Linked DNA regions of Mus musculus: region 1 is linked to region 2. The links are chromatin contacts, called in public Hi-C maps. All regions are on one chromosome and are shown on one strand. Each heading gives the region's core, a stretch centred on a gene start, on an enhancer-like site or on the middle of the called end of the contact. The rest is flanking DNA. Distances are from core to core; before and after follow the strand shown. Region 1 overlaps Csrnp3 (cysteine-serine-rich nuclear protein 3). Region 2 holds the start of Csrnp3 (cysteine-serine-rich nuclear protein 3).

Region 1 (4,767 bases), core at 1,634-4,133, 150 kb before region 2:
CATATGTAGCAGAAGATGGCCTAGTTGGCCATCATTGGAAAGAGAGGCCCATCAGTCTTGCAAACTTTATATGCTTCAGTATGGGGGGAATACCAAGGCCAAGAAGTGGGAGTGGGTGGGGGGAAGGTATGGGGGACTTTGGGGATAGCATTGGAAATGTAAATGAAGAAAATACCTAATATAAATAATAATAATAATAATAAACAAATAAGACAGAACCAATCAGACGAACAAAAACTAGGGGTTGTGGCATGTGCCAGACATCTTATCACTTAGGAGATGGAGACAGGGTGATAAGAAGTGCAAGGCTAGCCTGATTTACATAGTGAGATCCTGCAGGGGTGGGGGAGGGGAGAGAGGAGGGGAGGGGAGAGGAGAGGAGGGCAGGGGACAGGGGGGAGGGGGGAGAGAAGGGAGGGAAGGGGAGAAAGAAAGAAAGAAAGGAGGGAGGGAAGGAAAAAATGCAAATGATTATTGTCTACAGCCACACTACCTAGAACACATGCATCGTCAGAAGATGACCAAAATGACCAAATCAATGTATGAAAGTGAGTAAATCAACCAACCAAAGTTGAGTCATATTAGGCTCTAAGACGTTTCAACTGGTTCTGCCCTACTCCCTGAGTGGTGTGTGTGTGGGTGGGGGGGGGGGGCACGGGTGGTTGGGTAGGGAGTTAGGGAAGGATCTGCAAGGAGTCAGGGACGAAAGATGAATGGGATCATTGTATGAAATTCTCAAAAAGTTAATCAAAACATTACTTTAAAAAAATCAAAACCACCTGTCCTTATAGGCTGGAATACTTCCTCAAGACTTCAAGTTTCTACCTGACTTGTCAGTTTTACTTTTTCCTGAGTAATTTTGATTTGTAATCGGTCATCTCTGAACACCACTAACATGGGTGTCTTGTATTGTTGATCTTTGCACACACTGCCCACACAGTGACCCAGATGAGGATCTGGCCTACGGATTCTACTAGAGAGAGAGTTATGTAGAACAAATGCTCTCATGACAAGGTTGCCACTACCATTGGACTCTCTTCTTCTTTCTGATGGCAGTAGCCATCAAAAAAGTCTTGATGGTGGTGGGAACAGGAAGAGGAACTGTGTATTTTGATATTAAATTTGATATATGACAGTTTAAAAGCTCATGGTTCAGTCTTATGTTAAACAAAGAGAAAATTTAATTATATCTTTTAGGTACAACGTCAATAATACAGTTTTATCTCCTATGCTCAATACACAAAAGAAAATTGCCCATGAACTGTTAAGTCCACACATTTAGATTTTGGGCAAATCTGGTTGAAGCAACATGAAACTGCTAGTCTTCTTGTTTTTTTTTTCTTGTTAGAAAAACCCAGGCAATAAAAAAGTATGCGTTTTTAAAAAATCACACAGATAAAATTAGTGTGGAAATTGGTGCTTACCCTTTCAAGGTGAGACTCAATTGCAAAGTAGGGAAGGTTAGTTTACTGTGGATCCAATTTCATCAGAAACCATTTGATGTAGAAACTAACAGATTCGATACTAGAGAAATGTCCAGTCAAGTTAAGACTATGTTGGTCTTTATATATCACGCCTGCAGACTTCTCATGATCGGATATTCTCTCTCTCCAAATTGGTATGATTGTCTGGGCTGGGCTGCTCCTGGGCAGGAAGTCACTTACATGGCCTCAGTCTTAAGTGAGGGATGGAAATTGGTCTAGTCATGAAGAGAGAATAATATCCCTGAGAGTGTTTCCAACTGGGGTCAAAAGCAATGCTGCCTTGTTCTGTCTGCCTCCTTTAGTCTGCTGAGTCACACCTGAAGAGTTCCTAATATACAGGCCCCATTCATAGTTTCAGATTTGTTTAGCTCAGGTATTTAGGGCAGTTCCTTTGCATGAGCGGAACTTCAAAGGGTTGGCATTGCTGAGGAAGCGCCATGTAGCTTGGTTTCGAGAAAGAACGCACGCGCAAGCAGAGACTAATTGAGAACATTTTCTTCAGAACTTTTGAACAAAATTAAAATTAAGCATATGAAGTAAGTTGACCTTTTTATCCACTTATGGTCAAATCAGTAAAAAATGTCACAACCGGTAAAGCTTGTTAAGGCCTTGCTTCTTAAAGCACTGCCCCGGTTATTATGAAAGTCATCTTCAAAAGTGATCTTAAATGCAAGTCTGTTCCTCACTGATACATTGGTTTCTCTGTAATGTGAATGACAGATCTCCCCCTCTCTTTCCCCCTTCCCGACCCTGTACTGGGGATTGAACCTACGCCTCATACATGCTAGAGAAGTGCTTTTCCAGTCAGCTATATCCTCCACATCTATCTTTCTAAAGCCCTAAGTGCATTCTTCCGTATCTCAAGACATCCTACCAACTTACGTACTAATAGTAAGTCAACAAGCAGATTAGACTACCCCAAAATATAAAATCATACACCTCAAAGCAGCTAGCATGCCGATCGCAGTTAACCAGAGAACAAGGTTTATAATTCATACATGGGTCTAAGCCATACTACTCTAGGCCCTAAAGCAGGTTTGCCTCCCATCCCATTTTAAATACTAAGTTAAAAATATTCACAATTGGGGTGACCCTTGAGACTTGCAAGCGTAAGAATTTGCTGAACTGTAGCTTCTAAGTTAAATCATTTACAAGCCTCTTTTGACTGGTTTATGTAAAGTATAAAAACACCCTTCTCATAGATGTCCACGTGAAAAAGACAAGTGCCCTTTAAGGCAGCCAAAGATACTGCATATACATGCAAACTCCAACAGAGTGGCAGAAACAGAGATTATGTGGAAAGCTGACCCTTGAGGCTCCCTGACGAAAGCTTTGTTTAAGATCATGAACATGCATGTCACGTCCTCAACCGTTCAATCTGTCAGCTCCATCCGTAGGAGCTGGCAGGAGATCTGCATTGAGGGACCAGCTCTCCTCTGGCTCTCCTGACAGGCACAGCCCAGGGTGTTGAGCACTCGACAAACTGCATTTCCTTTTATAGCTGTTAGTGCAACAGAGCGGTCGACTATTGATAGTCTCGGCTTGGTACAAAATACAGCTTTCTGCTTAAGGATTCTGATGTGAACTCCAAACACTGCAGGTGACAGCCAGTGTCAAGTTGACCTTCTTGCCTCCGTGGCACACATAATTAAAATGATTAACCCACAAGAGGCGATGCTATCGAAGTAGCTATTTTTCTTCTTTTATTAAAGATACCGCTTCCTTTCATGAGCCTTGTGAATAGTTGTAAGAGTGGGGTCTGTTTTGATCATCCTTGATAGAAAAAAAAAAAACCAAAAACAAAAACCAAAATATGCTCTTTAAGGTTATAAAGTTGTAATAAAAGTAAATGGTTGACTCTTTTTTCTATCTTTTCTCTCATCTTCATATATAATTAGCCTGGCTTGGACAGGCCCTTTTACATAGATTCGACCTCCCTTGAGGGTATAATGTGACTGCTGGATGCTCTATCATTAAAATGTCATTGGTACCGGAGACCAAAATTATGAAAGCAAAACAAGTTTACATTGTACACTAACGGAGGTGTCTGCCTTCCGGTCCCACTTCATTGCCTTTCCCTTCCCACCAAGTCATCTACCTGTCTTGCACCATGAGTCTAGGCTCACTACTTCCACACCTGACCTACAATCTCCCTTCTGCTTCAGTTTTACCTTTATGTTATAAATCGCCTAAGGACACGGCATTAAAATATGCCAGCAAAATATTTGAGGCACAATAAAGTAACGAGCAAAATTGAGGTATGCCATTCCACTCAGGAGTACCCAAAGCATGAGCAGAGGCTGGAGTTCACTCTTCCTGCTTCATTTATTCAGCTAGCCACATGACTTTGTCTCCATGGAGAACCATTTTACAGAAACTTTACAATGCTATTAGTCCCCTCCCCCCCCCCCCCCGCTATCTTTATTTACTGACGAAATATAACAAATTTCTAGGGAATGGTTGTATCTTCTCAGAGTAATGTTAACAATTACTACACACACGGAACAAATGTTATTGAAGACTTTGTCTTCTATTTTTTAAAGGACGCTTCCTCATTGTAAGCAAGAAGCACCCAAAAAAACCCAAAAATGTGAAAATACTTTCCTTTCTTAATATTTGCAAAATAATAAAAGGCCCAATGATATAGTCACTGAAATCCGAATTCTAATAGTCACTATGATATGTTATATGAATTGTATTACATAGGTGTATTATGAGAAATAATTACCTTTGTGAGAAGCCTGAATCACAGATGGGAGATATTGCATGTGCACAGTAGTATCTTGGTGATGCTGTTCCTTTATCATCAGTGAGAAAACAAGTCCTGGCTCTTCCCCAGCTGGTTTCCTTAATCTCTCACATGTGCAATTAAACCCTGAAACTTGGTGCTCAAGAAACACATTTCACCGCCGCTAACGGACCAGTTATTGTCAGAACACATAAACCCGTGGCACTGGCTTCATTAGAACCTCGACATGCATAACCCCGAGACCACAGCGTTTCTTACTGGGAAAGAGTAGTCCTTACTACACGTAAATAATCACAGCTCTGGCTGCGGTCCAAGGTGTAAGCACTTTCCTCTGCTGTCTCAGCAATTCTCCTGATGTCGAAGACGCATTAAAATAAATGGAAACCATATGTCTCCTCAGCAGAACACCGGCACTGGAACAACCAAGGGGCAATGCAATTCATTACAACCACTGGAGAAATATTTGGGGGGCATGGACTGGCTCAGTGTAAAATGAAGCTGCATGGGGCAGCCTCACAATGAACGGAGGAGACG
Region 2 (4,619 bases), core at 18-2,517:
TGATTGTGTTTTACTCCAGTCAACAGGTATTAATTGGATGCCAATGTGTCCATGACTGTACTATTTTTTAAGACCTCAAAGGTAATGAGTTCCTCTCAGACTTAAATGATCTTATAAAATATAATCTACAGAGGAGCTAGTGTTGTGGAATAAAATTATTTTTGCCATCTTTATTACCATAAATATAACATTTAGTCCGTACTGCTAAAAAAAAATCTTTCCTGGTTTTCATAAAAGAAAATAAAACTTAATGCCAGGCATTATAAGCAGCTAGTAAAGTCAAAACTTTAGGCGTACTAACACATAACTGCTGTGAGGCTTTTGCCAGCAGTGTGTAGTGGAATTTCTTAACTTGACGTATCTGATGCATAAATGAAACGTGTCGGTCAGACCCTACTTTTCACAGCAAAGTCTCGTCTTTCTCAATTAGGCTTCCGTGCTTTTAAAGGAAAACCGTCCCGTGCATGTTGACAGCTACCGATAGATCTTTACTTCATCACCACATGGAAGCTTCACATTTGCTGACAAATGCTGCAGCTACTCGGCACCAGATGCACAGAACGAAGAGGGTTTGCATGCACATAGATCGTTCATTCAAAGTCTAGGCTAAAAGAAACTATAAACAAACAAACAAAAAAATCATAAGCTCCTTGCTGGGTCCTAAATATAAAGACCCCCATACTGAATCCAGTATGTTCTGAGAAGGCTCCATTTTCTCAGGACCTGTGGAATCTATCAAGCTTTGCTCATGCCTCCTTTGGTTTCCATGAACACAGCCTGATAAAAACACACAAAGACACAGGATTTTATCCGTCCGTTGTGCGTTTGCTTAGATGGCTAATCCGGAAAAGACAAGTTCCTCAGGGTTTTGTGCCTTTTGTATTTAAATCGGAAAAGGGTTTTTGCAAACCCAAGAGCTGCTCATCTAGGCTTCCCGTAGTCACTCGAGGGACAGGTTTTTCGGGAAGCGCCTTTAGGATTCCCACATTCCCTAAGATGCTTCTACTAGAACCGAGCATTTCCCTTTAAAAAAAAAAAAGAAAGAAAGAAAGAAGGAAGGAAGGGAAAAAGAAAGAAAGGAAGGAAGAAAGAAGAAAAGAGAGAAAGAAAAGAAAAATAAATTTCTTTTCGTCTTTTTTTTTCTCTTACCTGTAAATATGGTCTCTGTACTTGGGCTCCAGCAGAACACACTGAGAAGAGCTCACTCCGCCCTTCATCCATCAGGCCGCAGCCAACCAATAACAAAAGCCAGATCCTGGCGTCCTCCAGCTCTTGCCGCCTGCCTGCTCTCAGTCCTTGCTCCCTCCCACCTCGAGCTTTTAGAGGACAAATCCCTGCAGCAGAGGGAGGAAGGCAGTGGGGAAAAAAAATGAAAAATGGAGAGACAGAACAGAGAAGAAAAATATTTCAAACAACAGCCAGCTGGAGTCAAAAGTCTTGTTTTGGATGTAGGAAATCAGGGTTAATCTATGCCTTGCCCACCATAAGTCAAAGCAAGCACCGAGGAAAGCCTAGGTAAATCGCCTGTTTCCCCTCACCCTACTGATTTTTTCCCTTTAGTAGAAAAAACATATACACGTCCTCATTGCACGTTTTGAGTTATAGGCAGAGAAAGAGACTGACCATCAATATTGCCTTTTCAAAGGATCCAAGGGAAATGAATCAAGCATGACATCTCTTACTGGTGACATGACAACCTCTGCTTGGCAGTGTTTCTATTCATAGTTCTGGGGCCAGATCAGCAGAATACACATTTTTCAAACAGAGTAGAAGAATATTCAAATAATTTGGAGTTGTGTGGTTTGTACAACTTCCGATTCCTTAGATAGCGGCATTAATTTGTGAATACTGGAGCTTGTTAAAGATTAAAGAGGCATCGGCCACTTGGTTGCAAAGCCCCAAAATGGCTAATTGGACTCTAATTTTGCTCTAATAACCCTGGGCAAAATCATTTCACTTCTGAACTGAAAGGCATAGCATGAATCAAAGAACAATTGAGGAAAACATCAGATTAGATTTATTTAAGGCAGCAAAGCAAATTCATATGCAGCTTTGGGGAGGGGGGGAGGAATTGCTTTAAGAGAGGTCTCACTAAGCTGCTGTGGCTAGCCTGGAACTCACTAAGTGAACTACCTAGGCTGGCCTCAAACATAAAAGAGACCTGCCTGCCTCTGCCTCCTAAGTGCTGGGATTAAAGGCCAGTGATATCACAAGTAGCCAAGAAAGCTAATTAAACGAATGAACAACAACAGACCCTAATAAAGCAAACCAGTATTCTTTGTATTTAAAAACGCTACTAATTGAATCAGGGAGAGAATTCAGTGGGCAAAGGCTCTTGCTCCCAAACCTGACAACCTGAGTTTAATCCCCGGGCTCCATGTATTAGAAAGAGACAATGACTTCTTGAAAACTGAACTCAGATATCTACACCAGTGCCATGGCATGGGAACACACATACACACACACACACACACACACACACACACACACTTAATATAAAATGTAAAACTCGCTGCTGATTGCAGTCATTTGATGAGATATTCTAAGAAAGCTTCCTTGAGAAGACATGAATTGATGGTTGTTTTCTTTTTATTTGTGGTGTGTGTGTGTGTGTGTGTGTGTGTGTGTGTGTGTGTGTGTAGGCTCTAGGAGGAATCTAGAGTTGGACGTATACGTTGTGAGCTGCCTGAGGTGGTTGATGGGAAATGAACTCTAACCCTGTAGAGGAGCTACAATCTCTTGAGCACTGAGCTACATTCCCAACGACTTTTCCCTCACCCAGTGTCCTTCTTGTCCCTCACCCATGTCCACATATAGATATATCTATGGGTCTGGTTCTGCAGTTTCATAGGTCAATGGCTTTATGGGAATTAAACCAAGGGGAAGAAGAGGAGGCAAACAGGGAGATTTCTTTATGTATGGAGGTACCTGGTCCAAGGACACACCTTGGATAGTCTAGAGATAATGGTACAGAAGACAAAGAAAAGTGACTGGAGACTTAACATGGAGCAGATTTTACGAAGAATTGCTCTGGGGCTGGATATTAGGTCAGTGTACACATGTATGAATAGAATTCTTGTAAAGAAGCTGTGTCTGCAAAGGCGAACTGACTGGGGAGAGCATCAGACATGCAGAATGGTTGGAATGTTGCAAGTTCAGAGCCAAGTTATCTCAGAGCATCTTTATCCCCTTCAATACCGTTTATTGCCCTTCTTTATGCATAACACGGCATCTTCTGTAAACATCGGGTAAATCTTTTGGACCGGATTAGCAGACCTCTTATTTCGACCGTCCAAAGGGCCAACACTGCTGATAAATAGCAGCTAAAACAATGGCTCTCAACCTGTGGACCCAGACCCCCACAGGGGTCACACATCAGATATCCTGCATACTAGATATTTACTTATAATTCATAACAGAGGCAAAATTGCAGTTATGAAGGAGCAATGAAATCACTTACTGTTGGGGGACACCACAACATGAGGAACTACACTAAGGTGTTGCAGCATTAAGAAAGCTGAGAATCGGGGGCTGGAGAGATGGCTCAGTGGTTAAGAGCACTGACTGCTCTTGTGAAGGTCCTGAGTTCAAATCCTAGCAACCACATGGTGGCTCACAACCATCTGTAATAAGATCTGACACCCTCTTCTGGTGCATCTGAAGACAGCTACAGTGTACTTACTTATAATAATAAATAAATATTTAAAAAAAAAAGAAAGCTGAGAATCACTGATTTCCCCCCTCTTTGCTGTAACTCGCCAACTTGGCTGTGTTCACTGATGTATTTGAAAAGTATATTATTTTATAGTCTTCTCTGTTCTGTTTCTACTTAAAAAAAAAAAGCATGTAAATTTGCTGTGAATTAGAACATAGTATTTGGTTGAACCTAGATCTGTCTTCCTAGGTCATGGGTTCTCATATTTGGCTCTGAAATATACCATCTCGTGTATTCCTGTGAAGAGAGAGCTATTGCTTTCATTAATGAGTGTTGAACAGTGTCTATCAAGCCATGCAAGCTTTAGGTATGGAAAAAAATGGACCGATTTTACTTTGGTTAGACGACTATTTAAAGTAGGTTTTATTTGTGAGGTTTTTTTTCCTTGAGATCATGTTTACTGAAACTTTGAGGAATATTTTTGAAGGTCCCAAATGATCCTGGAGAAATCAGAAGCCCCCCTCCCCCCCTCTTCGAGGTTTTTAAGTCAATTTTTTTTTTAGAGTTAGAAAGAAAGAAAGAAGAAAGAAAGAAAGAAAGAAAGAAAGAAAGAAAGAAAGAAAGAAAGAAAGAAAGAAAGAAACAAAGAAACAAAGAAACAAAGAAACAAACAAAGAAAGAAAGAAGCAAACAAACAAAAAACCTAAGCCAGGAGAGCTGTAAATCTCAGCAGCTGCTCAGAATGGAGATGGGGGTGGGAGTGGGGGATGGGGGGACGGGGTGGGGTGAGGGGAGCGCCTGGGAAGCCATACTGTTTGAGTTAAGCAAGCATAGAGGTCAGCCATATGGCAAGCATAGAACATGGTGAGGGAGGGTGAAGCCTAAGGTGTTAGGGAAGCTCATGTTTAGCAAAAACATTTTTAGAAGGGAAGAAAGAGTTATGCCTTTCCGGAAGACATGGGCT

Evidence for each region. Hi-C and Micro-C count contacts between places; a contact is called where the count stands out from the background.
Region 1: a contact with region 2 is called in a Hi-C map of uterus, with 2.7 times the contacts expected there. The contact joins the enhancer-like site here to the promoter of Csrnp3 in region 2. A contact is called at or near these places in 3 of 39 promoter capture datasets (cranial neural crest, hippocampal neurons and second pharyngeal arch cranial neural crest), 3 of 484 Hi-C or Micro-C datasets (cerebellar granule neurons and uterus), 7 of 115 datasets of contacts at active chromatin or transcription factors (embryonic basal ganglia, embryonic forebrain, embryonic midbrain and 4 more) and 2 of 9 other capture datasets (adipose tissue and pancreatic islet).

The regions. Positions count from the first base shown.
Region 1 is chr2:65,993,382-65,998,148 of GRCm38.p6, reverse strand. All of the region lies in intron 4 of Csrnp3 (cysteine-serine-rich nuclear protein 3), which reads right to left. Among named protein-coding and RNA genes, the nearest start is that of Gm52514, 67 kb to the right of the region's middle. Within about 2 kb of position 2,883, at least 60 of the 459 cell types and tissues checked have an H3K27ac peak or open chromatin away from gene starts, as enhancers often do. A contact at or near this core is called in embryonic basal ganglia, embryonic forebrain, forebrain and 2 more, where this site is marked.
Region 2 is chr2:65,842,415-65,847,033 of GRCm38.p6, reverse strand. Csrnp3 (cysteine-serine-rich nuclear protein 3) reads right to left here and starts at 1,267. Exons shown (of 7, transcript NM_153409.5): 1 at 1,150-1,267.